Linked DNA regions of Anas platyrhynchos: region 1 is linked to region 2. A link is a contact called in public Hi-C data. All regions are on one chromosome and are shown on one strand. Each heading gives the region's core, a stretch centred on a gene start, on an enhancer-like site or on the middle of the called end of the contact. The rest is flanking DNA. Distances are from core to core; before and after follow the strand shown. Region 1 overlaps LOC113844751 (a long non-coding RNA gene). Region 2 holds the start of ADRA1B (adrenoceptor alpha 1B).

Evidence for each region. A called contact is a pair of places that touch in the nucleus more often than the background predicts.
Region 1: a Hi-C map of skeletal muscle shows a contact between it and region 2, with 3 times the contacts expected there. The contact joins the enhancer-like site here to the promoter of ADRA1B in region 2. A contact is called at or near these places in 2 of 8 Hi-C or Micro-C datasets (liver and skeletal muscle).

The regions. Positions count from the first base shown.
Region 1 is chr14:19,947,528-19,953,767 of IASCAAS_PekinDuck_T2T, reverse strand. It overlaps LOC113844751 (a long non-coding RNA gene), which reads right to left. Exons shown (of 5, transcript XR_005269414.2): 2 at 2,404-2,482. Among named protein-coding and RNA genes, the nearest start is that of ADRA1B, 47 kb to the right of the region's middle. Within about 2 kb of position 3,602, at least 1 of the 8 cell types and tissues checked has an H3K27ac peak or open chromatin away from gene starts, as enhancers often do.
Region 2 is chr14:19,901,896-19,907,368 of IASCAAS_PekinDuck_T2T, reverse strand. It overlaps ADRA1B (adrenoceptor alpha 1B), which reads left to right and starts at 3,431. Exons shown (of 2, transcript XM_005009311.6): 1 at 3,431-4,883. The coding sequence starts at 3,881.

The sequences.
Region 1 (6,240 bases), core at 2,353-4,852, 46 kb before region 2:
TACAAAGGATGAGTATAGTACAAGTCTTTTGTCATAGCTTTTATTGATGCAACATCCGCTTCCAGCAGGAAAAAAAAAATAGGAAGGCAGTAGGAAATACTAAAGATACTGATTTTTAAACAATCTGTATGCAAAAGCACACTTTTCTCAAGCATTACAATTTGTTTCTACCCGGATGGTTATTTTACAGACAGATGCATTCACTGAGCTGGACCACCCAGGAACTCGTGATAGATGGCAGAAGAGAAGCCAAAAGCCATGACTAAGCCACTGACCAGGCATCTCCAGAAAGCAGAGGTAGCAGGTTCCCAAGGAGCAGAGGGTCTTTCCCAAGTGTGCAGCAGTCAGAGTTCCCTCTGGAGGCTGCACAAGTCACACTCCAAGGCACAGTGCACAAGAGGAGCTGAGTACCTTGAACAGGAAGATGAGAGTTTCCACACTACTCTACAACAAAGGACATGGTTGGTTTACATTTTATGTCAACTGACAACTTGGAAGAGGAAAGTAAGTTTTCTGCTAACACTTTGAGTGGAGACATTTTTACCTGATGAGGTGTAGAGCAGCACTGCCCGTCGTGAAATTACAGAATAGGAAAGTTAAGAGATGTGAATTACAATTTCAGTTCAGAATATTCCTCAGACTTCAGCAGAAAAAAAAAAAAAAAAGTAGAAAAAAATAGTGATACTTTAAAAAAACATTGTATATGTTTATAATGGTCATCCCATTTTGGATGGGACTCTGGCCAAAGCATTTTTCATAGCAACTCTTGTTGCCTCAGAGACAGTAACATCAGCAAAGTACAGTGCCATACTCTTAATTACTACTCAGTTTTATGAGCTATGTCCCTGTCATATTCATAAAATTATTCAATTTCTGAGTCCTTTAAAACAATTTTTAACTACTTAACCAGCAAATGTTCCTGAAAATAGCTAGAAAATGGTTGCATATTTAGATTATGTATTTATTATTTATTTATTTATTTATTTATTTATTTATTTATTATTTATTATTAAAAAGGCATCATAAATGATCAGTATCATTATTATTTTAAAAAAAGTATATGTTAAATGAAGAAATTAAATTATTTAAAGCATCATAGTTTTAAGAACATAAATTAAGAAAAATGAAGTATCTAAGAAGTTGTGGAAATATTTTTGGCAATAAAATGACTTATCAGAAGTAATGAAAAACAAAAAAATTGCTTCCTTAATTATCATATATTGCCTTCATCAACTTTAAAGTAAAGCGCCTCTGTTTGTTTAATATAATATTCTATATTAAATGCACATGCACACACACACAACTAATTCCAACATAAAAATGATTTAAATAATTTTAAAATTATTTAAATTATTTAAATTTATTAAAATGTTAATAATTTTAAAATTATTTTTGGCCTTTCTCTGCATGCAGATTAATCCATAATTTCTGCAGAAACACTTGAAGCATCTAAAGAAAAGCAGAACATATTTTGCTTTTATCCAAAACATTTTATAACTGTTTAATGCGAATACTCAAAACCACTCTGAGAGTGGGAGGGGGAAATTTGTTCATTGGCTGTAATGGTGGATGGAAAACGTATGTGCTTCAGGGAAAAGGAACTATTTCTAATATGAACTAAGGCATCTGAGGACAAGGGCAGGGGAGAGCAGGGGGCTGTTTGTTGTTGCACATTTCCTAGAAGACAGCATCTGTAAACATGTTATGTCTACTAATAACTAATAACACAGAAAGTGAAAAGTTGGAAAGAGGGGGAAAAACTCTTTGGCATTCAGATACAGAGTTCATCAGATATTTAGTAAATACAAGCTATTGTGGATCTCCTGCCAACAATATACTTTCTAAAAAATAGTAAATGGAATTGCTTGCAGTGAATCCAGGCTCCCTAAAAGCTGGGAAAGGCCTTTCTTGCAGAACACAAATAAGGCGTTTCAAAGAGAAGACTACCCAGAAGAAAATACATTTTTTTTTCAAACAATGGTGGTTCATTTCGTAACAGTGAGATCCATCTGCCCAGAACAAACACAGGAGTGTCACTGCTAGAGAATTGCTGCTCTGTATAACTCCGGTTCAGCCTCGCCACCCCCACCACCCTGCCCCACCCTTGTTGCAGGAACCATTAGATCTGGCTTCATAGTCAGAACGTGTTGCCCTGGGCTACGCCTCTTCAAGGTGTGAATGTCTCGGAGGATGGAGATTCCCCTTCCTCCCAGAGCAAACAGTTCTAATTTAAATGCCAGTTATATGGAGCTGCATGTGTGTGCACAGCTCAATAACAGAGAAAATACAAGGCTTTTCAAAGAGTGGAGCACTGCCATAGTGGAAGTATAGACAGGGAGAAGCTCAAGTGCTGGGACACCTTGGCAGCATCTGTAAGAAGCTGAATTGACAGCTGTGCCTTACCTTGGCAATGAACATCTCTAGCTTTATTCAACCTTTCCAAAGATTGCTGCATGTTCCAGATGTATCTGTGCTAGGAGACCTGGGAAAAGGAGACATCTATTGGAGCAAACTTAACTCTTAATGACAGGTTTGGTGGGCAGTAACCTTCTGTTAATTAATGCAATATTAATACACAAATTAGCAAACTGCTTAACAAAAGAAAATCCAAGTAAAGCTTATTCTGTTTGTGCATACAAATCATATCATATTATGCAGTCTACTTAGTCCTTGAATGCTAAACAAAGGGATAGATCCCTGCAATATCTCTACACTGGCAGGTGCTTCCAGCTCCAGGTACAACAGATGAGTTGTTATTTTATGCTCCCCTGTGCTGAAAACCAGCAAGGTTAATGTGAAGAGCGAATGGGAAGATTTATGAAGACAAGACAAATAAAAAACCTCCCTCAGAAGATCAGGAAAAGAAATACTTACCATGAGAGGCAAGATTATTTAAACTCAAGTTATATTTTTTAATTGGTTAGACAACAGTGATGTGGAGTAAATGGTGTGGAAATTAAGTACATTTATTTTAGAAAATCAATTAGAAAATCACTTTCAAATGGGGTTATAGGTACGTGGAAGTTATCTGATTGAGATAACTGAGACAAATTAGGTTTAATTAAATTAAGACTGTGAACAAATATGCCAGGAAGAATGTAAAATCCCTGTCCCTGTTATTTTCTTGGGGGCTGTCCTGTAGGGCAATATTTGTGTATCTCTTCTGTTAACTGAACTTTTTCAAAGTCAAGTTTTCTGGTGACCCTGTGTCCAAATATTTACTAGGAAAGAAATAATAAGCTTATATGCAACTGATAAAAGTGATGAAGCGGCCACATTTCATTTTAGAGGGCTACAGAAAATATTTAACCTTGAGAAATGGTGGGAGGATGTAGAAGGGTAAGATTTTTCTGCTTTAGAATGAAAAACATTACGATGCCTCCCTCTTCCACTGCCAATTACCTTTATTCCACCATTTAAGGGTTACTTCTCCTGTGTTGAGAAACATCTCCACTGGTAATTCTGTTAATATGTAAACCTCCTTTGGGTACATATTGCTTCAGAAATGTTAAAAATAGGAAAGACTCTTCAGATCACACACTCAAACCCCAGCCCAGTTAAGGTCATTATATCTCATCCAGTAATTCCTCAACAGAGCTCAACAGACTGCAGCTGAACTTAAGACTGTACCATAGACAGACATCACTCTAATTAATAGCCCTTTAAGATGAAGAAAACACCAGATCTCCCAGAAGCTGTTTCGGGGTCTCATTACTCTCATCAATAACATTATTTGCATTTCTTCACTTCTTGATCTTTTATTTATTATGCAAGTGAGGAAGGGAAAAACATTTTCTTTGAGCCAATGGTTACACAAGTCATTCTGGAATCATTAGCCAAGTTGCATCTCAGTTTTCTGTCACTCTGTAGAGCATGAATCATGGACTGTAAGCCTCCAGTTTTTTCTTTTAAGATAAAACCTACTATCTGACAGAACAATCCAAGAAGTGGTGAGGAAGAATACTTCGTTCTGAAAACATTTTTTAATAATATGTGAGCTGATAAAACTCTCATGTTAACATAGAGAAAGGTGCAAGAAATCTGAAAATGAACAATCACCTTCTTCCCAAGACAATTTATACCATGAAGCATGAGGGTTAACTGCTTTTCAAGATTGTATTAATTTGTTTTTAGTATGATGCTATCATTATTCATATCGAGTATATTAATAAGTCAAACCTTTGGGTGTAGTATCTGATGGTACTGGAGTCCTGAGACAGCTGTATGGGCTGTGGGGAATAAAACAACCCATCTACTCCAACCCTTTTCCATTAGACAACCAGAATAGTATGTGCACAATAGGCTTCCTTTGTCAAGAGCCATGACATGATGATCTTGTTTTTAATTTAGTGCTGACCCAGATGTGAGCACACAATAAAGGATGATATGGAAAACTCCTTATGCTCCCTTTCATGAGCTCAGCTTTGTATTTAATTGAATGATGTCATCCCAGGGGTAATGAAGATACAAACATCATCAGCTATCCTGAAATTCCTAGCATGCAGTTGTTTATTGGATAGTTTATTTTGTTTTTACCAGCTTAAAAAAAAATAGCAGCATCCCTCAACAGGCTGTCCTAACTGTGATTCAGTGAGCTTCAGTTTAAATTAAGAAGAATTAACATTCCCTGGTTTCCAGGTTTATCCTGAAAACAACATTTGAATGAGCAACATATGCAGTTATCTATAATAATGTCAGAAGGACGCTTGGGATATGTATCCTTCGGCAGTGACAAACACCCATTTCTTTTACCCCATGCCTGGCATATGTTCCGTGTGACACCCAAAAAAAAAAAATAAAAATGCCAAACAGTGACCCACAAAAGAGCTCCTGGGGGACTGGAGGAGGTAGAAGAAATGGAGCTGATCTCTGAAATATTTGAGGTGACAGAGGCTTCCTTGGGATCTGTGCAAATTGATAAAAAACACAACAAATAACGTTCAATATGCAAGGCATTTTCATGGAAAGTGGTCAAACTTAAGTACCCTCCCCTGCAACTTTGCCAACAGTTCAGGGTACAACCAGAATAAGGTGACAGCATACGCGTAATTCTGCTTGTGTTCATACAGCAACTTTTGTGCCTTCAAAATGTGCCCTCTCTCTCATCGATTGTTTTAGGGCAGTGCTCTGGAATATTCTCTCAGTCTGTCTTTGTCAGGAAGCTCAGGTTTTATGAACATTCATTTATTCTTTCTCTCCTTCTGTTGATCATTTTCCCGTGTTTGTTCTGTGCTCCCAATAGGAGAATTGCTGGTTTGTAACTTAGGCACAGTGGCACAATGTGGACTCTACATGTTGGCAATCGCACTAAGTTGGCCAGCACAAAGACGGTGTTTTGATCGATACTTTTGTATACGGGGGGTTGGGAAATTAAAGAAGTGAAAATGGGTAGAATTAGACAGGGATTTAATTTGTGCCAGCACCTAATAGTCAAATACAGAACATTTCTATTAGATCAAGACCCTGAGTTCAGGTGAGATTACTATTTCACAAAACAAACCTATTCTTGCCTAGTGACCCCAGTGGATCTAAGAGAAACAGGTTTGTGACTCCAGGCAGGATGGAGGAAAGGAGAAAGTTTCGAAAACAGAGGAACCATGAATCCATTCTACTTCCCCTTCATGCTGCCAGTGAACAGAAGGCATTATGTGTCCCATTCAAGGTCATGGAATCTTTTATACTACAGCCAACACTAGGAAACTGCACTCTGAAGTGGGTTAGAAACATGTAAAACACTTTGATTATGTGGGAAAGTTCACTTGCAGTGCTTTGAGCACAGAACTGGGAAAATCATATTTATCAGGGCCTTTGGAAACAGCCAGTGAATAAGATGGTCTCCACCTGCACGCAGACATGTTTAGCACAAGCAGTTCCTAAATATCAGATTATAGACCATATTTCTGACTCTCTGTAACATTTAGCAGCATAGTGACAACTGAGGCATAAATACAGTCTTCACAATACCTGTTTTCTGTTGTCGCTTTTTAATTCAAAGCCCACATGCACTGTTTAGCTTGTCATAAATCCAATAAAAATTGGTACTTCTGATTTTCCTTAGAAAACATACCATAGGCTCCAATTTACAAGTTTTATGAATTGCTGTAACTACAGCAAAAGACACGTTCAACAAAGCAGTTTTAGGGCTTCATAAAGACCAAGCTGACTTCAACAACCCCTTCCCAGCCACCATTGGAGAACTGAGCTCCAAACATTCAGAAAGCTCTCCATGACAAAGAAAAA
Region 2 (5,473 bases), core at 2,182-4,681:
TTGGACTCGATGATCTTGAGGTCTCTTCCAACCTAGAAATTCTGTGAAATTCTGTGAATTGTTTAGTATCAGAGACAGCGGCAAGGAAGTGTGATATTTCTACAGCTGCCTACAATGCCCTCCTCACTGCTTCTTGTTTGTCATACCTCTTTGACGAGAGGAAGGTATTCTGGTTTGTGCTGGTATGGCAAGAACATTTGTATCAAATATGATAGCATATTCATGATATGTCAGAGTGAAAATATTTTTGACACTACAGCCTTGTTTTCTTCAATCACAGGTTTCTAATTACATCAAAGAACTAAGATAAATTATATGAAACTCTACATAGATACACTCTCATAAAGTCTCTTTTGGCTCATATGGTTGGTTCCCAAGCCCAATTAAGAGCAGGCTGCGTTGTTATTCACTGCTGTTGCAAAGTGTTCTGGAAGTGCTTCTGCTGTGTTTTTGCACTCAGATCAAAATGCCAATACACACCTTTAACATCACTTTATAAAAGAAAAAGAACATAGCTTATTAGAAAATTGAGATATGACAATAGCATCATTTTACTGACACAACAAACTATATTTTAGAAGTTAAGCATATTTCAGATTTTGAACTAGCCTGAGAACATATGAAGATGTTCTCCATGTTTCTTCAAATATATTCTGTATCCAGCTTTTTCCTTCAGCAAGCTTCTGCAAGCTTTCAGCAGAAGTACATTAAACAGCTAAAGGGCATTCTGTCTTGGTGTATATCATTAATGAAATAATATTGAGTAGAATCTCCATGTTATTAAATTTACTTTTTCATTGAAAATTATGAATCATCTGAATGAAAGCAGCTCTGAAATGAATATAATCTACATTTTTCTGATCAGATGTTTTTGAACACACTAGCTTGAAGTGCTACCTTGAACCTTGCAGAAAAAGTAGACTATTCTTCATGTTACCTTTTCTGTTTTTTCATCCAAAGGCAGCTAACTGGTTAATGTTCATGTCTGGGTTTCGGTACATGGTGTTGAGTTATAGCACCTGTCACTAAAGATCTCCAAGCAATTTGCAAACATTGATCAGCTGAGCCTAATGACTATTCAGCCAGTACATTATTACACATGCTGGTAAACAGAGACGTGAAAGCATGGCAGACTTCTCACTAGGGTCATAAGAGATAAGCAGTATCTTTGTCTTCCACTTTGTCTCCTAGAAAAATATTTTTTGTTGTTGTTGATTCATCTAGGGAAGCATAGAAAGCTGCACTAGTAAGGGAAGTGAACTGGGCCCAGTACTCCTGCCAGCAAAAGACACAGCACAAAGCAATGTGCTTGATAGTCCGGGCACTACCAGTCAGAATCCCCACCCCCTTCCATCTTCCTTTTCCTGCCACAGCCATTGGCACAGTGTCCTGGTCCTTGCCAGCAAGCTGGAACCAGCTGGCTCCTGTAAGACACTGTTGAAAGACCACTGAAATACCTGGCTCCCTGGGGCGACAGAATCCCAACATGGTGTGGCCAAAGCCAGGGAGGAGCTACAGGCCACTTTGTTATGCTTGGTAGGCTAGGCACATCTCATGCTGCCAGCTAAAAATCTGGAGTAAACCTGTGTACTCCCTTGCTGATCTTTTCTTCTTCAACCCCCTCATTTTGCAGCTATAGCATCTTCTTACATGCCAAAGGCTGAAACATTGCTATGCCTGGAGAAATCAAAACACTTCCTTTCAAACACACTGCTTACACACTTGGCCTGCACCTAATCTGTATTCAGAGATAGTGTTAGTACCTGTGCAGACTGAATGAAACCAGCTTTAACCAAGTTTGTAGAAGTACCACGAGCAGGAATGTGCAGGCTGGGTGACCCCAGGGAGATGCTGAGGCTGCTACTGCCCGAGAGTGGTGCCACCAGCCGCATCCCCACCTTCCCAAGGGAGCAGGCCCTAGCCTGAGGAATTCACGCTTTGAACAGAAAAGGCAGAGCAGCAAAATCAGCAATCACAAACAAAACTGAGAGAGGTTAGGTGGAGTCCAGAGAGAATGGGTAAGTGCGAATGATACATGTCCCAAATCAAGGGCTGCTAACTGCATTCATTAGCAGTGAAAGCTCTGTCTCAGAGAGAGCAGAGACAGAAAGCCGAGGCTAAGCTCATAAATCGAGTGTTTGTTCCTTTTCCCTTCAGTGACTCCATGACATGTTATCATGTCATTCTTGTAAATGTTTCAAAGAAAATTTTTTGAATGATGGTGCTTTGCTATAGTCACTGCTGTTGGGAAGGGCTATAAAAACATCTGCCACACACTCCTCAAATAAAATTCAGCCAGAGCTTTTGTTTATATGGTTTGTCCTTTAAAACCAGCACTCAGCTGCAACTTTCAGCCATAGCTGCCTAACTAAGAATGAACTTTTTATTTTAAACACAGTACATTTTGTAACAGGAAATTCAATATACAGTAACCCAGAGCACTTCAGACAACAGCTGTAGGATATAATCTGATGTCAGAAAGTTAAGAACAGCATATTGGCAGATGTGTGTTCAGTTAACCTTCCACTTTTTGTTTTCCATGGTACCAGGCTATAAAGATCTGATATTTCTCCTTACCTGGTGACCAAAAGCTACACAAAATGGAGAAACTACCAGTGCTATAAGATAAATCACTTGTTAGTGATCATGTTCTTTATAGGGTTCTGTAGGTATTTCCAGAGCTACAACAGCTTAACAACAGGCCCTGTCTCCATGATCTCATAGCCCTTGCAAAGATATAAGAAGACCCATTAGCTTATTGAGTACATTGAAAAACCCCTGAACACTTTTCACTACCTTCCCTTTAGCTGTGGGTACGGATGCTCAGCTCTTTTCAGGGCTTGGATTCACAATCTACCTGTGCTTGCAAAAGTTATCAAGCTGGAAAAGAGGAGATGAAGCCACAGATGTGGCTGGTATACACAAATATAGAACAAACATAAAGACCTTACTACAGATTTGAGTTCTGATCATCCATTAATAGAAAGGTTACCACTAGAAACAAACTACCTTTCTATGTCATTGTTAAATACTGAATCTAGGAATAAAATAGGGATTTTTGGAACCTACATGTTCCTCCCTAGAAAGTGGGAGATGATTAGTCATGCCATCTCTAACATGGCGTGTGATTCACTTTGATTACAAAATAAACCCAAAGACATTTATTTAGTGACTGAAAGGCAAAGGGTGCTAGATCATTTCATACTGAAATTGTTTTTTTCACCATAACCCTCTGAGTGTATTTTCCTCAGATTATGAAACTTTTTTTTTCTTTTCTTTTTTTTTAAAAAAAAAAGCTTCCAATCCAGATTTCTATGTAGCAAATGCTTTAATTGGGGCGGATATATTCCATCTGTTTAGCTTTCAGACTTGGATCTAGAAGTTTTAACTTGAACTGCATTGCCCTCTAGCGCTGCGCCGGGGCTGGCCCCGGTGATGTCAGCAGCAGAGGCAGCGAGAGCGCAGGCAGCCGGCTCATGCAGAGCTGCCTAAGTGCTGACAAACCCTTCCTGGAGACGCATGTCACAGCAGCTAGACAGGGGCATCCTTCCAGCAGGACCACGGATGCACAAGGGAGAACAGTAAACCTGTTTTTTATTTCAGGGACGTCATGATCAAAGCAGCTACTTTGGAGCTCCAGCCAAGCCTTCTGCCTGCTAATTTCTGTTTCAACGAGTTGAGAGGAGAAATTAAGCAAGTTTGAACAGCCTATTATTTCTGACAGGCTTCAGAGGACTTCACGTTGGGCAAGTTTTACGTGCTCAAAGCTGACACTTTGCTGGAGAGATGAGCTCTCAATCCAAAGCTGGCTGGGGCATTTCAGTAACTTCTTGGGTAGAGAGGTAACTTTCCACCAAACCCAACCATCTGTGTGCTGTGCATGGGACCCAACCATACCTTGCTATGGAGGATGATTTTAAAGATGAATACCTACTTTGATGAGAAATCCAATTCATCAATACCTGGATATTTGAAAGTTTCTGCATTAAATAGTGGCAACCTTTCTGCGAACAACTCCAATGAGACAACAAGCAACCTGGATTCACCCACCCTGGATATCAGTAGGGCGATAACTGTGGGGCTCATCCTAGGTGCCTTTATACTCTTTGCTATTATAGGTAATATTTTGGTAATTCTCTCTGTTGCTTGCAATAGGCATTTAAGAATCCCTACAAATTATTTCATAATTAACCTTGCAATAGCAGATTTGTTGCTGAGTTTTACTGTCCTTCCATTCTCTGCTACATTGGAAATCCTCGGCTACTGGATTTTGGGGAGGATATTTTGTGATATCTGGGCAGCAGTTGATGTGCTGTGCTGTACAGCTTCTATTTTAAGTCTATGTGCGATTTCCATAGACAGATATATAGGAGTACGTTATTCTCTCCAGTATCCAACTTTGGTAACAAGAAGAAGAGCAATTCTAGCTCTACTAGGTGTCTGGGTCCTTTCCATGGTAATTTCTATTGGGCCTCTTTTGGGCTGGAAAGAACCAGCACCCAAGGACGATAAGGAGTGCCGCATCACTGAAGAACCATTCTACGCTTTGTTCTCTTCCTTGGGGTCCTTTTACATTCCCTTAATTGTCATTCTTGTGATGTACTGCCGGGTCTACATAGTGGCCAAAAGGACTACTAAAAACCTGGAAGCTGGGGTTATGAAAGAGATGTCCAACTCCAAGGAGCTGACTTTACGGATCCATTACAGGAACATTCATGAGGATACATTAAACAGCACCAAATCCAAGGGTCACAATCCCAGGAACTCCTTAGCTTTCAAACTTTTTAAATTCTCTAGAGAAAAGAAGGCAGCCAAGACACTGGGAATTGTGGTCGGCATGTTTATCTTATGCTGGCTACCCTTCTTCATTGTTCTGCCGCTAGGTAAGTTGGTATTCACGGGACTGTGGGGAGGGGGAGGAAGAAGGTTAGTTGTTTACTACAAAAATGTCACAAAAAAAATCAGATGAATGATAAGTACATATTTTGAGAACTGCAGTGAACACATGAAAGGGAGGGAAGTGAAAGTAATTTAATTCTGATGTTGGCTTTTTTAAAGAAGCAGAAACCTTGCAAAACGTGCAGCCTGCAGAAAGCCTGCTCATCTGTTAGCCCTCCTCATGAGTGCAGCAGATGACATATCAGGGGACGATACCTTCAAAGTTTATATATTAAATTCCCTCTAATTGATTGAATTAGCTTTCGTAAATATCTTTACAGGATGCTTTAACAAAAATTCTGGATAGGTTTGCAAAAAGTTTCAGCATTGAAATGTTCTTGTTTTAGTTCACTGTTAGATGGTCCAAGTGTAATTCAGAAAGTCTTCTGGCGTTATTAGGTGTTTTAGGTGAAAATGGGCCTGACCTAATGATGAGATGCAAAACTCCCCTGAGCTTTGGGAAGCTGAAAGAGCTCTAGTTCTCAGTTCAAACTTTATTGATCAAATTCCAAAAGCAAATTGTGAAGCCCACTGA